Linked DNA regions of Mus musculus: region 1 is linked to region 2. Evidence: chromatin contacts called from public Micro-C data. All regions are on one chromosome and are shown on one strand. The core of a region is the stretch at or near the end of the contact, and the rest is flanking DNA. Distances in the headings are between cores, read along the strand shown.

Region 1 (5,768 bases), core at 458-2,957, 74 kb after region 2:
TTAAAAAAAATAAATATAGTGAAGAAAGAAGTGTGGAGAGTGAATAAAAGACTAAATGAAGGTCTTTGCTTAAAAACACACACTTCATTTTAGAATGAGTAACTTCTGTAGTTTAAATGGAGTTTGAGTTCTTTATACGCATTAACTGAAGTCTTATCAGAAAATATAAAAGGGTCAGGTTTTTTATTTTTAATAAATTAGCATGATTTAAACACAGATTTTATTTTAGAATAAATATTCAGATTTACAAAAACTCTGTGATGAACAGATTGAGATGACAGACAAGCTGACCTCACAGCTGCCCTTGGTGTTAAAGAGATGGAATGCTCTTCCTGCTGGCCTTGAACTCACTGACATCTGCCTGCCTCTGCCCCCCAATGGCTGGGATTAAAGACATGCTCCACCACACCCAGTTCTAACCCTCTCCTTTTAGAACCTAGCTCACCAGATAGTGTCACAGTTAAGAATGGAAGATGGAAATTGAGTTTGAAGTTTTTGATTAAAATTTCACTTTTGTGTAGATTACACAGCATAGCATAATTGTTTCACTTCATGTGGTGGTCTGGATGAGATACTTTTATATGCTGGGGCCTTTCAATATGTGGTTCCTAGTTGGTCTGTTTGGGGAGGTGGAGGAGGTATGGCTTTGCTGATGGAAGTCAGTCATTGGGCCTGGCTTTGACAGATCAAAGACTTACCTGTTTCGAGTTGGTTCTTTGTACTTCGTTGTTTGCAGTTGGAGATGTGAGCTCTTAGTTGTTTGTGCCACCATACCTGGTGCTTGCTGCAGTGCTCCGGGTATGTAAGTGATTCTTAACCATCTGGAATCCCAAGTCTCATTGTTTTGGCTGTGATGTTTTGTTACAGCGATGGAAAAGAAAGTAACATAAAATTAACAAGTATTCTTTCTATTTTGCTTCTTCAAGAGAAAATTGGAAATCATGAGTGGTTCAGCATATTATTGAGTTTCCCATAAATAGGGCTGGAGAGACAGCTCTTTCAGAGACCCTGTTTGGTTCCCAGAATCCACTTCTGACAGCTCACAAATGCCTGTAATTTCAGCTCCAGGATATCTGATCTCTTCTGCCTTCAATGGCACCTGAACACATGTGTGCGCATGAACAGCACACACACACACACACACACACACACACAGATTAATAAAAAATTAAAATAAATCTTAAAGTTTTTTTTTATTAATGGAAACCTTGTGGAAAGACAGATGTAACGACAACTGAAGAAAGGTTCATTTGAAAAGAAATGGAGACTTAAGGGAGACCCGTGACAGCATCTTCATCACAGGTGGTCAGGTGAATATGCGCCTGCAGGGAAGGTTTGTTTCTGAGGGCTGAAGAATTTGTATATTAATTGGTGGATTGTGCCTGCTGAGAACTTTTACTGCTCTAGAAGTTCTCTTTCTAGTGCTCCTGTGCTGAAGTGCTTTTTTGCATAATACTTGGGTTGAGTCACCAAGTCCGAAGAAGCTCCAGCAGAACTACATTACTTCTGGAGGGCTATCTTTGGCAGGATGAGTAGCGTAAAGGTTCTGCAACCCGCTGCCAGTCCCCGAGCAAACAGGCCATTTCTAAAGCACCACTGGCCTGGCTAATCAGCTCAAACAACCAGGGCAATCCGGCAGCAGCCAGCCCGACCCTGGCCCCGCCCTTCGCCAGGCCCCGCCCCGCCTCCGGCCCCGCCCCGCCTCCCGGCCTCGGTCTTCCTTCCGGGTCGCGCTGGGCCGGGCCCGCCGCCGCGGCAGCAGCACGGGATACTGGGAGCCGTCTCCTGCTGCCCACGCTGCGGGCTTGCGGCGAAGCTCTGTTCGCCCAGTTCCGGACCCTGCAGGGTACGGCGCTTTCTTCCTTCCTCCCTCTTCAAGGTCTCGACGTTCCCCCCTCGGCGTGGGCGGGGCCGGGCGCGCGCCACTCTGGGGAGCGCGGGGCGGAGGCTCTGGGCCCACGCGTGCCTATGGTGCTGCGCCGCTGTGCTGGCGGAGACCGGACGTGGGTGCCGCCGCCTCCTGTCGCGGCTCTCTTGGGCCTGGCACGCTCACGGCGAGCTGCGGACGCTGGGCCTGCAGGCTGCGCAGCCCTGACTTCCCTCTCACGCGGGAAGGTTTCTGTCCAGGCAGGCTCGAGCCAGGAGATGCCAGGCTGCAGCCTTCTTTCCATCGTCTGGGGTGGGCCCAGCCACTTGTCAACTATGTTTGGCGATGGGGTTGGTTCTGCATTTCATCGGCTTCCCAAGTGCTCTTAGTCCCAGAGCTGTCAGCAGTCAGTTCTACTTGTAATCCACAAAGGGTCAGGAAGTTAGCTGGCTGTGGCCCACTGGTCTGCTCTGTTGGGAGCCACCTGCTCCCTCTGCTTCCTGCGCACACTCTGAGGAGATCCTAAGGCAGGCACACTGCTTATCTTGCCCACTCTCTCGTCCTACACGATTAATGAGTACAGGGTCCCTCGCACTCCTCTGTCTTGGAGTAAGTCTTGGGTGGAAGTGAAGTCTCATCTAGTGGCGCTAAGAATTAGACAGTCTTGAGTAGTCATTGAATTCCATTATTTCCAGACTTGCGTACCAATTTGAAAAATTCCTGTCCCACGTTTTGGCTCTTTTGAACCCTATTCCGTCTTTGTTTTCAAAGTCAGAGAGGTCAGGGCCTAAGACCTGGTTGTTTGTGGTCCTGTTGCTGCTGTCTTACAGTGTTGTTTACAGCTGATGTTTTGCTTTCAAATATGGTCGTCGAATCTTTACCAAGCCACTGCCCAGTCTTCTCAGCTTGGAAGCGTTACTATTTGCCGTCTTCGCTGTTCTAAGTTTGGAGTCCTCTTGGGTCTTTCATAATATGGATTGTGACTAACCCCCACCCCCCTCCGTGCACGTGCCCCATGGTTTGTTGTCTTACTCAACTTTGGTGTGAGATAAATAATGCTGTGCCTTCTTGGTTATTACTGGCCAATGACTTCATCCCAATTTGTCGAGTTCTGTTCTTTTTCTTCCTGTCAAGTGCTGGTATATGGTGAACACTTGGCGCCCGTGTATTCTTGAGACCTTCTGAACTGCTAGCAGTGACCTACTTCCTGTGGTAATGCCATGCTGCTCTTGTTTCTCCAGCTTTACAGTGTGTGGCGATTCAAACCTTGTCTGACATATCATGAACATCAGTGGATATTTTTGTAATGAACATTTAGTTGAGGGCAGGTTGGATTCCTTTTGTGTTTGAGTGTTGAGGTAGAGCTCTCAATGTAGCCTTGGCTGGGCTCTCTTAGAGGTCTTGTTGGCCCTGGCCCCTGAGAGATGGGGCTAAAGGTATGAAGAACTGCACTGAGTTGAATTCCCTTGTGTCTCGCCCCTCCCTCTAAAATGCCTTGCCAGTTTTTGAAATTTGTAAATTTGCCTTTCCTTTGGTCAGGTGAATTAATGGCCAAATTCTTAAATAAGCTGTCTTTTTGCTCACCCCGTTTACCCTGTCGAGTTGTTCCACATAGAAACTGATTCCCAGTCGCACGTCTGTTGACTTGGGATCTTCTCTTCGTGTGTGCAGTGTCCTGTTGGCCGTTATCAGTGATAACATAACAACATTCTATACCTGCTTTCAGCCCAGGCAAGCTCAATGCTCAAGCTCTCAGATATCCCTTTGAGTTTCACCATTCCAACAAGGTATCACAAACAGAATCAAATTCCTGTGCTGATGTAGTAGATGTGTAAATAATAATCACTGCTTAGTACTTTGCTCTTTCCAGATAGAAATGTGTATACGTGTGTTTCATATAGTGTGTGGTATAGCTTTCTGCAGCTTCTACTTAGTAGTCATCACTGGTGAATGTGTCTTTACATAGATGCACATGCCATCTTACCTTTCAAAGGCTTTTTTGGCTCATTATTTTAGGAGCAACCTAATACTGAGCCAATTCTCTCTTAGTATTTAGAACACTACACATTTATTTCTATTGTATGTGAAATTACTAGGCCATTTCTGCATGTGAATAGCTGTTTCTTATTTCTTATGTCTCTTTGCTTGGTGTCAGTTAGTCTTAGTTTGAAGATATTAAGTGGAAAATTCCAAGGGTAAATAGTTTGTAAGTTTTTAAATCCTGTGCTATTCTGAGTAGTGTGATGAAAGTGCATCCCTTCCTGATCTGTGAACTCTATCTTTTTCTACTCCAGCTACATATGTCCATGTATACGTATGTCTAGTCCATATGCCCATTACATAGTAAGTAACAGACCTGGCTGTCAGATCAACTGTGTTCAAGCAACTTTTTTTTTTTTTAATTTAATGTTGCCAAATTTGGATCAAGAGTACTGACTTCAGAAGTCCAAGCACGCCAAAGAGAAGCCAGCCATTAAGTACTTCCCTTATGAGTACGTATGTATGTATGGGAGTGCATATGTCTAGAAAGAATCATAATCTACCTAGCATTCTCTGCTCTCCATGGACCACAGTGGGATTTCAAAACATCTCCTGGTGATTGAGGGCCATTATTGTATATATTTGCATATTTGTTTCTTTTCTTGGTGCAAATGATTACATTGTTGGGTGAAAGGGTTTATGACTTTTAAATTTTCAGAGATTCTTCCACAGTACCCTTTAATACAGCTGCTGATACGGAGACTAGGGAGGTGGGTGGGTGCTTAAGACTCTTTGTTGCTTTTGTAGGAGACCTGAGTTTGGGTCCCAGCACTCACAGCTACCTGTATCTCCAGTTCCATGAGATCCAGTGCCCTCCTCTAACCTCTGTAGACACCAGACAAGCACATGGGACACATACATACATGCAGTCAAAATACTCATACACACAAAATAAAACATGTAAATCTAAAACAGTAAATCTCAAAAAGAGATCGCTAGCACCCGATGTATGCAATTTATAATGCTGATTTATATGATTTTTGTCATACCGTTGTCAAGAATGGTTACAAGTTTGTGATTACTTCCTCTTGGAAGCCAAGAGTCTGTGGATAATTTTGGAAGGCGTGAGGCTCCTAGATCAGAGACAAAGTACTGTCAGACTGTGGCATTTTGTGCTGTCTTCAGGGTGCTCTGACAATGGCCACATGACACTAGCACCTGTAGTCAGCTGTGTTAAAAGGAGAGAGTCCTGACTCTTTCATAGTGAGCTGTAAGCAAACCTGCCCATCTTTTGGCTGAAGAGGAAACATGACGCTTGTTCTCCCGGATAGTTAACAAAACTGTGTGTTGTGGTCCTAGGGAGGTTTCTTTATCTACCAAGGCCATTTGCTGTAAACGCCAGTACACCTTTGCTTGAGACATGCACAAATACACCTTAATGCCATGTGGAGGGAATGGTCACATTTTACATTTGGTAGTTTGGGGATGAAAAGGGATATCTTACTATTGTTTTAATATTGCATTTCTTTGCCTATTGATAGGGTTGAGTAACTATTTCTTTACTCATCATGTAAATTTTTGCTATGTATCATAGCATTGGCTTATTTTTTATGTGCTCCTCTTTTATTGATGTGTTATACCTTTTTGTATATTGGCCCATTAAGATTTGACAATCTATTCATTGATATTTTTTCTCAGCATTGTTTCCTTTAATTTTCATTTGTGTTTATGTGTATTGCTCCATGTATGAAACCTGTGTGGGGGTACCTGCAGAGGCAAGAAGAGGATGCTCTAATCTTCCCCTGGAGCTAGTGTTATAGGCAGTTGCGAGCTGCCTGGAGGAGGTACTGGGAGCTGACATCAGGTCCTTGGGAGATCAGGAAGCATGCTAGCCACTGAGCCACCTCTTCAATCCTTACTG
Region 2 (6,182 bases), core at 2,003-4,502:
TGTCCACTTGTTCTTTTTATTATTTGTTTAAATAACATTTCGCCCACATATTCTTTACTTGACTCAATGATGGATTAACCTAAGGAGAGAGGCGACTGAGCTAATGTCTTTACTAACATTCCAATACATTTTGTCAAACTTGAAAAAAGGTTTATTTACATATTAAAGACTTATATTCTTTTAATTGTGTGTATGTTTCGTGTGTGTGTGTGTGTGTATGTAAGTATATATATATATGTATATGTATATGTAAGTATAGAGGTCATCATATCCTCCTGGAGGTAGATTAACAGGCAATTATAAGCCACTCAACTCGGTTCTGGAAAATGACCTTGGTTCTTCTGCAAGAGTATTATGAATTCGAAACTGTTGAGCCATCTCTGTAGCCTAAGATTTATTTATTATTTTAAAGTATGAATGTGTGTGTGTGTATGTGTGTGTGTGTGTACACGTATGTATGTGCATGTGGGTATGTACATGTTATAGGAGGGATGGAGGCCAGAGAGATTGGATCCCATGGAACTAGAGTTGTAGTCAGTTGTGAATCATCTGATGTGGGTGCCGGGACCTGGACTTTGGTCCTCTTTAAGAACTCTTAACCAGTGATCCACGTATCTAGCCCCAGGGTATTTTTGTTAAAGACCTTAGTAAGCAATATATAGGCTCTATTTACGGATCAAATTCAAAATCTATGTATGCTGCTGAATTAATGATGATTATGAGCACAGGTCAGTGCAGAATTTAGGATATCTAAATTTGTGTCTGTCTAATGAAGGTAAAACCTTTGTGTGGTTGTGTGTGCACATGTGCTTTGTGAGAATAGATAAACATGAAGCTGCATACTTCTACACTTCTACACTACATCCTTTCATAACACTATGAAAGTTACGCCAAGCAGTATCATAGGAGAGATAGAATAGTTGTCAGTAAAGGCTGGGAAGGGGAAAACAAGTGATCTGGAAATGGAAAGGGTGAAGAGCATGGGTGGGAAGGATTTGGGCTCTGGTGATCCATGGCACAGTGGAGTAACTATAGTTGACAAAATGCTATGATATAGTCCAAAACAAATGGAAGAGTTCAACAGGCTTCAAACACAGAGATGATTAATGTTAAAGCAGGTGGGATGTTAATCTGGCCTTTTTATATGTTTCTATTAGATTAGCAAACTCATCTATGGCCATACCATTTTGAAATGTGTCCAATTGTGGAAGCTAAGCAGGGCTGGACCTTGTTAGTACTTAGATGGGAGATTTCTGTACCATATTCTTTAAACATGTACAAATATTTTAAAAAATAAAATTTGTTTTTAAAGAAAATAACAAGATGATCTTATGCAAGTGACACTATTGAGTTTAGTAGATAATGTGATGATATTAGCATCCCTTTGTTATCTTATTGTGCTTCCAAAAAATTATTTAGAGATCTGTAAAGCAAAGTTGTAATGTAAGATGATACTGTTTTTTCACAGTTCTATGTGGGTCAGAAAATAGGGTGCTAAAGACAGGAAAGCTTTTACAACAAATGCCTTGGAAACAGGAACATGCGTGGTAGGAAGAGCTTTCTGGTGTTTTTCTCTTTAACTGTGGTGTGACTCTGAACAAGTAGTGGCTTTGCTTTCTTTTCCTTCAGCTTTCTTCTCAGTAAATAGACTTGATAATACACCCTCCTCTTGGTGTTGGAAGAATACAATGAAATAATAAGTGTAGTGGTTTTTCAATAGCACTTGGCACGGAGCAGCCACCCATTGTTACTGATGTTTGTTATTAATTGAATTAAGTGATTGATTCAGTTAAGTTATTAATTCAATTGTTATTAACTCAGTAAATTTACTGAATGTCATTCAAAGCAATATTGAGCATTTTGTGAATAGTAGTTTTCATATCAAACACCAAGCCTTGTACTTCACCTTTATTATTTCGCTGAATTTTTAACAACAGGCTTATAAAGTTATCCTGTTATGGAAGAGAAGATAGACTTGGAATGTCATAAGGTTATATGGTGTAGATATAAGCCTTCTATCAGCAGGTAGTCCTGGAAGGCTGTAGTGAGAACTCATGCTCTGTCTTTTGTCTTTGGGAAGGCTGTAATTTAGAAAAAAAAAAAAAAAAAGACAGCCATGATTCAAACCATTCATTTTGTTCACTTGCATTGCTATGATGGAATACCATTGATTGGCTAACTTAAAAAAGAAAAAGAAGAACCATTTCTCATAGTTTTGATGGTAGTGAAATCCAATGTTAAGTGGCCAATGTCTGGTGGGGAATTCTTATGACCACCTTCCATGGCGGAAAGTAAAAGAGAAAGAGCAAAAAACAACCAATAGTAACTTACTGTGCAATGACCGGCCTTGAAATAGTAACCTAGCCTGCAATGGCCACACCCTGCAAATCAAACACCCTTTTCATGACAAGATCACGTCCTAGAGGTCCCATTCTGCCAAGGATCAGCCTTAGCTTGGAGAAGGGTTCTGAGAGAAGGGGTGTCTGGGACTGCTGAAAAGAACAACTGGAAGACGACCTGTGTTCTGCTTCATACAACCTTGTTCCAGCCTGCGTCTGTCTAGGTTCAACTTTCTGGAGATCTCTATCCATGTCCTGCTTGCTTGTGTCAGTTCTCCAAGCTGTTCTCTCTTTTATCTTAAAAAAATTCTCTGAATAGCTCCTCTCCTGCAGAACACAGGTCCAGTCTTTTATTTACATATCAATCCAGTCATTTACTCCAGGTTTCCTTTTGATTGCCTTATAATTCCACATCACATCCTGTGAGGCCAACCCTTTGGTTTTTAGGAGACAGCAAGCATATCTTTTTTTCTTATCATTCCAAAAGAATTCAGAGATCTGTCTTCCTTTGTTAAGAACAGAAGGTAAACTAGTAGAATGGAACCCTGCCCTGCAGCTACCATTTCCACCACGCCTGAGGCTAACATCTCTCTTTCCTAGGCTGACCCTGAACTCAAGAATCTATCTGCCTTTGAAAGCATAAACAGAAAACTCATCTATGTGGGACTTATGCAATCCCCACTCCCTAAATCTCTTATCTTCTTCCTGGGTAATTTCCATACAAGTTGGCTTACAGCAAAGCTGCTTTTGTTCCTTTAGATTTGTGAAGCTCCTCTTATGATTCATATTGCATCTTTATTTTTTACATAATTGAGAAAATATAAATTTTTGAGCGAATGTATTTAGAGCTCCTTCTCATAGCTTTAAGGGCTGTCCCAAAGCTCTCAGGTCTACTTTGCTGAGTCATAGCCACACCCTCAACTCCTGCTGTTTCTAATTATCATGGAATCATGAACCTTAATCAGGAGGACTTTCCTCTGAAGGAAAGAGTCCTCCACTGCCAGCAGGGGTTCCAGAAAATATGTATACTATTATACAAACTAGCCTTACACCCACAACAATCATCTACACTCATGGAGGCCGACACCAGAGCCCTGTTCCAGGGGCAGAAACCCGTGTCTCTCTGTCCCCACCACTGCTCAACAGTGTTGCATTGGTTATTACATTTCCAACACTTGAATGCCAAGGGAGATAATAAGATCACTTATTATTATTACTGTAACAATATGATCTGCTGCAATCCCAAGGATCTAACATTGAACTATGAAAGTACCAAGAGAAATTAGAAATAAGTGTGGGATGGGAGACAGTTATCAGGAGGACATTGCAGTCTAAATACTATAGAAGCAAGAAGGTTTGTTTCAGGGAATGTTGTATTATTTTGAAACAGCAGAACTTTAAATTTTATAATTTTTCTCTCTTTTTAAAGCTTGATTATATTCCATTGTGGAAATGTACATTTTCATCATCTATTCATCAGCAGATGGATATCTAGGCTATTTCTAATTTCTGGCTATTATGAATAGAGCAGTAGTGAACATGGATGAGTACATAGTTCTAGAGTAAAATATAGAGAATTTTGGGTATACGCCCAAAGGTGGTATAGCTGGATCTTGTATATTAATTTTCAGCTTTTTGAGGAACCTCCGTACTGATTTCCCGGGTGTCTATACGCATTGTCACTCCCACCAGCAATGGTAAGTACTCTCCTTCCCCACATCCTTGACAGCATGAGCTGTCCTTCATTCTATTGATCCTAGTCATTTTGAGGTAAGACATTCCCCTGGGGCAATGGATGGGTAGCTTTTCTTTAAGAGCTTCAGGTTACTTGTGTTTTGAGAACTCCCAGTTTATTTCTCTATTCCTGTTTTCATTGTGTTGTTTGGTTTTTTTGATATTCATTTTCTTTTTAGTTCTTTACATATTCTAAATACTAACTCTGTATCATATGCATAATTGGCAAAAATATTTTCCCTTTCTCTAGACTTTGCTTGAATTAATTACTGCTTATATTTCACTAAGAATTATGGGTGTGTTTAAATTGCTCATATGATTTTGATTTTACTTCAGTAAGTAAATAAATACATATAAGTAAATGTGTGTGTGAAGAAATCCATAAATTTTATACAGGTTTTCTAGTCTGGTGGAATGCAGAATTTAAAAGTATGTCCTCGTGATTCTCTGAATTTCATGTGTGTCTATTGTAATGTAACCTTTCTAACCTCTAACTTTAATAATTAGAATCTTCCCTCTTTATAGTTAATTTGACTAAGGGTTGTAAATCTTGTTAATTTTTCAAAGAACCAATTCTTCGTTTCATTGATCCTTTGCATTTTAGTTGTTGGTTGTTTCTATTTTATTGACTTCATGCCTGAATTTGATTATTCCTTACCAAGGACTCCTTTGGGATGTTAGCTCAAGCTTTTCTTGATATTTCAGGTGTGTCAAGTTACTAGCATAAAATCATCTTAGTTTTTTGATAAAGGCATCTAGAACTCTGAAGGTCCCCCTTAGACCCGTCTTCACTGTGTTCCATATTTTGACAATATTGTGATTTCATTTTCATTCAGTTCTAAAACCCTTTAAATTTCCTGCCTGATTTTTATCTTGATTCAGTTTTTATTCAACAGTGAGTTGTTCAACTTCCATCAGTTTGTATACTTTCTGCCATCTCTACTGTTGCTGATATCTAGCTTTAGTCCTTTGCGTCCTTATAGGCTAGAAGGTGTTATTTCAGTTTTTCTATGTCTGTTGAAACTTGCTTTGTGACCATTTTGTCCTCAATTTTGGCTAAGATTCCATGGGCTTCTGAGAAAAGCCCATACTCTTTAGTGTTTGGGTAGAATGTTCTATAGATATATGTTAGTCTATTTAGTTTATGACATTATTTAACCCTGGTATTGATGAGAGTGAGATATTGAATTTATTCATTATCACTATGTGAGATTATGTGATTTTAGCTGTAGAAGTATTTCATTTATGAATGTAAGTGTTCTTATGTTTGGTGTACAAATGTTTAGAATTGCAGTATCCCCTTGGTGAATTTTTCCTTTGTAGTGCCCTTCCCTATCAAACAATAGTTTTGTATTGAAGTCTGTTTTGTCAGATATTAAAATGGCTACACAGCTTGCTTCCTGGATCCATTTATTTGGGGTACTGCTTTCTATCTTTTTATTCTAAGGTAAATTTCCAAGGTTCTCTAAGGTCCATGACTGTGAGGGTCATTTTCACACAAACCATCACAATGCACACAACTGTTCTCATCATTGTTGAGAAGATGTTGTGCTCTTTGATCAGTGTTGTCTACTCTGGGTCCTGGCCAAGTGTGGCGACTTTAGGATCCTGTTAGAGAGCAGCTATGTGCGTTGGAAGGAAATCACAAAGGAATGAAAATGGGCTTCTAAAGAGCAAGCCCTGTAGTGCTGCTGCAGTTCATCTGATATCCGAGTTAGTACCACATACACCATGCATACACTGGACAAGGTCATGATTCACTGTTTTGGATGGTAAGAGTAGAATAACAGTGGATTCCATCATGCTAGTCAGAAGTGTGCAATTTACAGCTAATAAAATATTTATTTCTGGAATTTTACAATCAATAGTTTTGTATTGAAGTCTACGTACAATTGAAACTCTTGAAAAGTAAAGTTATTTGATATCTTGGGTAGAATATATATATATATACTCTCTCTATATATATATATTTCCTCAAATCCCTGCTTCTTGGACTAGATGTTCATTAAGGGTTCTGTATGTTAGCTATCAGTTTTCAGGGGGATACTTTGTATGTTTGTTAGTGCCAACTGCTTCTTGGGGACAATGAACAAAACAGATACATCGTCT

What was found. Hi-C and Micro-C count contacts between places; a contact is called where the count stands out from the background.
Region 1: a Micro-C map of embryonic stem cells shows a contact between it and region 2, with 2.6 times the contacts expected there. The contact joins the promoter of Fbxl4 here to the enhancer-like site in region 2. A contact is called at or near these places in 2 of 39 promoter capture datasets (3T3-L1-derived adipocytes and stem cell-derived epiblast-like cells), 2 of 484 Hi-C or Micro-C datasets (cortical neurons and embryonic stem cells) and 3 of 115 datasets of contacts at active chromatin or transcription factors (embryonic stem cells and epiblast stem cells).

Annotation. Positions count from the first base shown.
Region 1 is chr4:22,355,836-22,361,603 of GRCm38.p6, forward strand. It overlaps Fbxl4 (F-box and leucine-rich repeat protein 4), which reads left to right and starts at 1,708. Exons shown (of 9, transcript NM_172988.4): 1 at 1,708-1,846.
Region 2 is chr4:22,279,864-22,286,045 of GRCm38.p6, forward strand. No RefSeq gene overlaps it. Among named protein-coding and RNA genes, the nearest start is that of Fbxl4, 75 kb to the right of the region's middle. Within about 2 kb of position 3,253, at least 7 of the 459 cell types and tissues checked have an H3K27ac peak or open chromatin away from gene starts, as enhancers often do. A contact at or near this core is called in embryonic stem cells and epiblast stem cells, where this site is marked.